Regions from separate parts of the Zea mays genome. Here region 1 is linked to region 2. Evidence: chromatin contacts called from public Hi-C data. All regions are on one chromosome and are shown on one strand. The core of a region is the stretch at or near the end of the contact, and the rest is flanking DNA. Distances in the headings are between cores, read along the strand shown. Region 1 holds the start of LOC100193892 (50S ribosomal protein L3, chloroplastic-like). Region 2 holds the start of LOC103626591 (phosphopantetheine adenylyltransferase-like).

Region 1 (3,590 bases), core at 353-2,852, 730 kb after region 2:
GGCTATAGTGGAAGCTTTACGATTATGTCAAAGTTCTCCTTTCTGCCCCCCTGTTGCACAAGGTTACGTCTGCAGTTTTTCTTGTTTGTCGCATTTCCTGGTTCCGTTTTGGTTGCGTTTCCTGACTCAGATCAGTACATATCTGCATGATCTGCGACCATTTGTATTTAACTATTTGTATGATCTATGGCCATAGAATTAATCAACTATTGTTTAGCGGAATTCAGGAACCAGAAGTGCATCTTGCATTACCTGCCTATTACTCTCTCACCCAAGCATCCAAATTGTACAGGTTATAGTTTTACTAATCTGAAGTTGCATGTGTTCAAAAACTGGAAATTGGCAAAGGATTACATCCAGTTTGTAGCAGGGTAACAAACACAAACACTCAACATTCACCCCCCTGAAAAAAGAAGTCTAGTTCTTGGGGATGTTCTTGCCGACGATCTTGGCCGGCGTTATGCGGAGGAGGTTCCCGGGCTTCCCTGGCACGGCCCCCTTGATCATGAGCACCCGGAGGTTGTTGTCGATCTTGACGATCTTGAGCTTCCTGATCTTGGTCTTGGTTCCTCCCATCCTCCCGGGCATCTTCTTCCCCTTGTACACGCGGCCCGGCGTCGTCCCGGCTCCGATGGAACCCAGCTGCCGGTGGCTCTTGGAACCGTGCGTCATCAGCCCGCGCTTGAAGTTGTGCCTCTTGATGCCACCTGCGCAGTGCCACAAGTAAAACCGCGCGCGAGCGGATCAAGAACGTTGCAAGCTAGGAGATTGCACAAGTGGCATAGCAATCGCAAATGCAAACCTTTGAAACTACAGCTACAGCAAATGCTGCTAAAACTTCACTCTCCATGAAACGGAACAATGACACATACAACCGAGGCTGGCAGATCATTAGCAGAATTGCTGTTGCTGGCAATGCAATCGCACTATTGGATGGAGGCGCGAGAATCGGTGTACTACCTTGGAACCCCTTGCCGATGGAGTTGCCGGAGACGTCGATGAGGTCGCCCTCCTTGAAGAGGTCGGCGAAGTCGAGGGGCTGGCCGGGCTCGAAGGCGTCGACGGCGGTGAGCCGGAACTCCTGCAGGTGGCGCAGCGGCGGGGCGCCGGCCTTGCCCAGGTGGCCCAGCTCCGGGCGGGTGAGCTTGTCCTCGCGCACGCCGTGGTACCCGACCTGGACGGCGTCGTACCCGTCCGTGGCGGCCGTCTTCACCTGCGTCACCACGTTGCCGCCCTCCCGGAACCCGACCACGGTCACCGGCACCGGCTTCCCCGTCTCCGGATCGAAGTAGGTCATCATCCCCACCTTGGTCGCCATCACGCCCACCCCGGCCTCGTACGACGCGCGCACCGCCACGGGCGCCCGCCGCCGCCCGCCGCTCCAGGGGACGGCGCCCTGGCGGCGCTGCGGGAGGAGGAACGCCACTGCGCCGCCCACGCCCACGGCCGCCATGGCCATGCTTGCTTCGATTTGACTGGGATTAGCAGAGGGGAGTGGCGCTCTCGTTCAATTTGACTGGGATTTATGCGGATGCGGATAGGCCGCTCTTCCTCGCGCCTATCCCCTTATCCAAGGAGGACGTCTGCTCGGAAGCGACTCAAATAGATACGCCTTTCTACAAAGAAAGCGTATATACAGTTGCTTAGAAATTTGCATGGCAAGACCTCCATCCATTCTCCTATTGTCACGTACTTAGTGTTTGGTTGAGGAGCCAAGTAGAACGGAGCCATTCCATCCCTGATTCTAGGAACAGAGCCGCTCTGTTCTGTGTTTGGTAAGTTGGAACAGAGCTGTTGACGCTTTTTCGGAGCGCCAAATACTCAAGAAGAACCGGCGGCGGTGCTCTCTGGTCAGGCGCGGACGGTCCGCGGCCTGGGGCCGGACGGTCCGCGACCTGGCGCAGGGGCTAGGGTTTCCTGCCTGACGGCCGGACGGTCCGCGCCCTAGGGCCGGACGGTCCGCGCGTGCGCAGGGGCGGCGGAAGATCGCCGGCGGCGCCTGGATCTCGCTCCCGGGAGGGACCCCGTCGGGGAGGAGAGATCCTAGGGGTTGTCTAGGCTCGGGCCGGCCGACCTAGACTCCTCTAATCGGCGTAGAGTCGAAGAGAGGCGAAGAATTTGGGGATCGAGAGGCTAAACCTAAACTAGACTAGAACTACTCCTAGGATAAAATGCGAAATAGAAGTTGTATTGATTCGATTGATGATTACAAATCGGCCGTATACCTCTCTATTTATAGAGGAGGGGGCTGGACCCTTTACAAACTAATTCCCGAGCTTATCCCATGATTTTAGCTAACAATCGTAGCACAAAACTCGGAACCCTAATCTGCTCTGTGCACACGCGGACCGTCCGGCCCACAGGCGCGGACCGTCCGGACCGCGGACCGTCCGGCCTCAGGGCCAGACAGTCCGCCGGCTCATTTTGGTGTCAAACATATGCCCCCCTGCCTTTTGGTGGAGCTGAGCGAACCAAAAGCAACTAACTCGATGTGATCACATCAGTTTTCTTAGGCATCTTGACACTTGCTAGGATGATACGTAGTGGCCTTAGTCCCGATGGTTGACTCAACGGACGTGACTCTTTTAGCTTTGATCGAACTGTCAGTCCCAACACCGTCGAGCGTCATAGCGATCCTGACCAATCCGTCACCTTACTTTTTCTAATTTTCCAAGTGTTCTGGCGTAGCTTCGTAGTCGACCAGGTCTTCCCCTTGTAGGTCATCTTCCTCCATGGGTGTCGGTACATCGTTGGTGGTGTCTTGGTGTAGTGCGGATGGTTCGGCCTCAGGGGTCGGATGGTCTGCGCCCTGTACGGTTGGTCTGGTCTTTATAGCCGGACTGTCTGCTATACCTGCAAAGAGCTGCACAGTTGCTGTTTTATTTTCTGTCTTTATGGCCGTTTGATTTTCCTCAACGGCCTTTGGTCTCCATCTCTTTTGTGGTGGCGGATACTGCGGATGTGTGTCATTAAATATTTTTTCCGCCTCCTTCTCCTGATTCTCCTTTGCTCTAAGGCGTTGTAATTTTCGCTTTTGCGATCGTGTCAATCCCGATGGGCACCATCGGGGCATGGAGTATTTTGGATCGGCTATTTTATTGACAATCGTACTTTCTTTTTTGTTTGTGTTGGCCGATTCACCAAAAATCATCGGCCCTTCGTTATTTTGTTGTACGACGACATCTGTCGCTCCTATTTTAATGACTTCTCCCTTTTTCGTACTGTTGGAGGTTATAGCTGTATGCCCCCCTGCCGGATTAGTCAGCCTTTGGGGCTGAGTTGTTCGGCAATCTTGCTGGGCCTGTGCTCGTGGACCAGATTGAGGGGCTCTCAATCGGTCTTGTACTGGAGGTGTCAACCTATTGAATACAGATGTTTGGGGTGCCCCCCAAGCGGGGTACTGTGGCATCCCAAATGGGTATGGTGGCATGCCCCACATTTGATTTGGGACATATGGTGGAGGTATGTATGTGTATGGATATGGCATATGTGGATATGGTGGTGGAGGTGTCCATGCAGGTACGTTAGGTCTTAATTGAACATTATGGCCTTCCGTCCTTTCCGATTGGTGTGGTGGTCCAATCGGCCTA
Region 2 (3,515 bases), core at 922-3,421:
CATTTTTACGTTGAACTCAGGTCTGGGCGGCCGGGTTCTCTGCTGCAATGTTAAAGAAAAGCAGTTCCATGACTGGTCCTACGACTGAATCTCTTGATGGGCCTGTTGTAAATGGCACCTTGAACAGAGTTGGCTCCAATGTGACGCAACCTTCATGGGGTGAATGTTTTCTCCTGTCAACTCTGCGGAAATTCTTCGAGATTGTTCTTTACGTACCTGATGTAAACAAGTAAGTGCAGTTACAGTTATGAATCGCTGCTCTACTTAAGTGCCATGAACTACCCTGTGCCTGCCAGCGCTCATCAACTATTTTTGCTGTTTTATTTTTGGGTTGGGGTGGGTATTTAGTTAAAAAAATGTGATATCAAATCCTCAGAAGACTCATCAAACAAAAAAACCATAGGTTCTTTTAAGAGGAGAACAAGCGTGTATCAGTTGTTGAATCAAACAGTGGGTCAAAAAAGGCCAGAGGGGGGGGGGGGGGGGGCAATAAGAGCTTCTGTGGTGAAAGTGTTGTTTTATCAACCGTAACCATGTCTGTTACTAATTGCCTAACTAATAGCTAGTTGCTAATACTTTATCAGTTGAGTGTGTTTCGGTCGATCGACTTCCAGTTACCTGCTATCCAAACAATTGTTAGCTGGATGCCCAGTTAACTGTTAGTTGATGTCTTTCTTAGCTGGGCCTGCTTGGAATCCATCCTAGCTAATTTTTAGCACCTAACTGTTAGGGCTTGTTCGGTTAGCTCTCAATCCATGTGGATTGAGTGGGATTGGATGGATTTGAATTCCAAACAAGTTAAACTTTTTCTCAATTTTTTTCAATTTTATTCAATCCATGTGTATTGGGAATAACCGAACAAGTCCTTAGCTGGCTGTATCCAACCCAGGCTCTGGGTCAAACTCATGGAATCCATTTCTTGCTTCTCCTGTTAAGCATTCCTGTACTGTAGCTGTAGACCTTATCTTCTTTTCCCCAGATCTACTACTGTACGCCGTTCGCCTGTTCCGCTATCTGACACTGTTGCAGGCGGCTGTGCAAGGTTCTCTCGGTGCTTTCAGAGCAGCAGCCTCCTTGCCCGCAGTTCTACCTGTACAGCTCGGCCGACCGAGTCATCCCGGCGGAGTGCGTGGAGCGCTTCGTGGAGTCGCAGAGGTCCCTCGGGCGCAGCGTGTTCGCCCACGACTTCGTCTCGTCGCCGCACGTGGACCACTACCGGAGCTTCCCCCACGTGTACTCCGCCAAGATCGACGAGTTCCTCAAGGTCTGCTCCACGGTCGAGGTGTCATGACCAACAGGCAGGGCCGTCGAATCTATCTGTGTTTGGTCTGTTACTCTGTTCTGAGAATGGATAGGTGTTTCTTTGCCACTCAGAAAATCTGATGGTAGGCTCCCAAAGATGTTTGCCTGAGGTTATTGAGATACTGTATGCTTGCTTTGTTTGAGCCTGTTCGCTGGCTGGTTGCAGCGCTGTGAGGCAGCCATTGTACAGCGATTCCGCAGCCGTGGCAGCGCTGCTGCGCTGGGCTGAGCGGCCGAACACTCCCGGCTCGCAGCCATTGTACAGCGCTTTTGAGTATGGATGGGTGTGGTATGCCACTGTGGTGGAGCACGCTGCATCCATCCCGGCTCGCAGTGGAACGAACCGGTACCGGGGTGCGCGATTCCATGTCTCGCTGTTCTATTCTATACGAGAATCGTGTTCCATCTCTACTCCCTGCCACTGCTAGGTCTAGTGCGTCTGTGCGTGCATCGCCTTCTTGACCTCAAGCTGCATAGCACCACTAGGTAGCCGCTTAGCTAGGAGTGATAATGGATTGGATTTAAATGCTTCTTTGTAAAATAGTAGAACTCTAAATAATTTTTAATTTAAAAATAAATATAAATAGTTCTCGATTTTAATCTGATTTAATTTTATATCTTATATTGTAAAATTTAGAACACATTGTCACTATCTTATATTGTAAAATTTAGAACACATAGTCACTCTGGCCGGTAGCCCCGTCAAGGTCGAGGCTGGCGTGTAGTCGTGGCTCTGTTACCGAGGACAAGTAGGACGAGGCCCTTTGTAGGCTGAACCGGACCCACCTATCAGTGAACAGGCGGACAGGTCAGGACTCAGGAGTAGGAGGAGAGCAGCCTCAAAACCAGGCGCACGCACCCGCGAGGCCGCGACGCCACTGACCAACCAGCCAAAAACCCGGCCGCGCGCCTGTTTGTTCGGCCGGAGCGCGCCATGGCCATGGAGGAGGGGTCAGGAGCGGTGGAGAAAGGGCCGGCCGTGGGCACGGTGGCTGACGCCTCCGCCAGCGTCATCGGCGAAGGCGCCGTGAAGGAGGAGGCCGGGGGCAGACGGCAGCCACCGGCCGGCTACGCGGCCGTCGTGATCGGCGGCACCTTCGACCGCCTGCACCAGGGCCACCATCTCTTCCTGAAGGTACGGTACGGGCAACAAGGTCTCCACTCTTGGGCATAACAGTCCAATCGTCGTCGTCTCTTTCGCTGCCTGCGTGTGCGCGTTTGTGTGTGTTCGAAGCGTTGAAACTTCAGCTGATCCTTCGATTCCCCTCCTTTCTTTTCTTTCTTTCTTTTTGTGTGTGTGTGTTTGTTTATTCTGGTTTTTACTAATCTATTCCTAACAACGATGATTTTCCCGTTTCCTCGGTTCGTCCCCCTTTCTCTTCCGAAAACATATAAAGAATCCACGTTGTGGCAGGCGGCAGCGGAGCTGGCGAGGGAGAGGATCGTGGTCGGCGTCTGCGACGGCCCCATGCTCGCCAAGAAACAGGTCAGCTTTCGCGCCAACTGGCCGGATGCATCCGACAATACACTCTCGCTTCTAATCCAAACCCGATCGACGCAAGCACGCTTGCATAGAGCCCGATCACGCCATTGCTTATTCCACGCTAAAACAAACCCCGACCATCGCGTCCCTGCATGCCGCGCAGCGGATGCCACAGCAACGTCAGGCTTTTTAAAATCCCGGGACGTCAGACGTCTCAACCCACACACACGCCCCAGCTGCATGTTCCACATGTGATCCCCATCAACGCATGCTCGCTCGGCCGCTCCCTTTCAAATTGCAAGCCAAGCCGTCTCAAGTCTGTAGCCTCGATTTGGAACTTTGAACGGAGGTAGGTAGGATGGCTTGCGGTCTCAAACTATGCTACCATGTTTGGATGCACTAGAGTAGCTGTTAAAATTAATCAAAGACATCTAAACAGTCTAGCTAGTAGTTTAACTATTAGCTTTTCTTTAGCAAACTAGCTAATTCGACTAATAATTTTTTTATCAAAGAACTATTATCTCTGCATCTAAACACCGGTGTTCAAATGCACTACAGTTAACAGTTAGCTGCTAAAATTAGTTGAACGCAGCTAATAGTTTGGTTATTGGCTACTTTTAGCAGATTAGGTGGCTAATTCTTAGCATCCAAACAGCCCCCCTAATTATAGCGCAACCGCAATGGGACCGAACCAATGGGGGTATGGGCTGACGAGTGGTGGTAATCTAGC

The links. Hi-C and Micro-C count contacts between places; a contact is called where the count stands out from the background.
Region 1: a Hi-C map of tassel shows a contact between it and region 2, with 6 times the contacts expected there. The contact joins the promoter of LOC100193892 here to the promoter of LOC103626591 in region 2. A contact is called at or near these places in 3 of 25 Hi-C or Micro-C datasets (ear, leaf mesophyll and tassel).

Annotation. Positions count from the first base shown.
Region 1 is chr5:79,035,982-79,039,571 of Zm-B73-REFERENCE-NAM-5.0, forward strand. LOC100193892 (50S ribosomal protein L3, chloroplastic-like) reads right to left here and starts at 1,603. Exons shown (of 2, transcript NM_001352295.1): 1 at 961-1,603; 2 at 225-707. The coding sequence starts at 1,459. The coding sequence ends at 418. It overlaps LOC103626595, which reads left to right. Exons shown (of 8, transcript XM_020538423.3): 8 at 1-222.
Region 2 is chr5:78,301,977-78,305,491 of Zm-B73-REFERENCE-NAM-5.0, forward strand. LOC103626591 (phosphopantetheine adenylyltransferase-like) reads left to right here and starts at 2,172. Exons shown (of 6, transcript NM_001329681.1): 1 at 2,172-2,437; 2 at 2,717-2,788. The coding sequence starts at 2,237. LOC100191344 reads left to right here. Exons shown (of 4, transcript NM_001136778.1): 3 at 21-229; 4 at 1,030-1,475. The coding sequence ends at 1,291.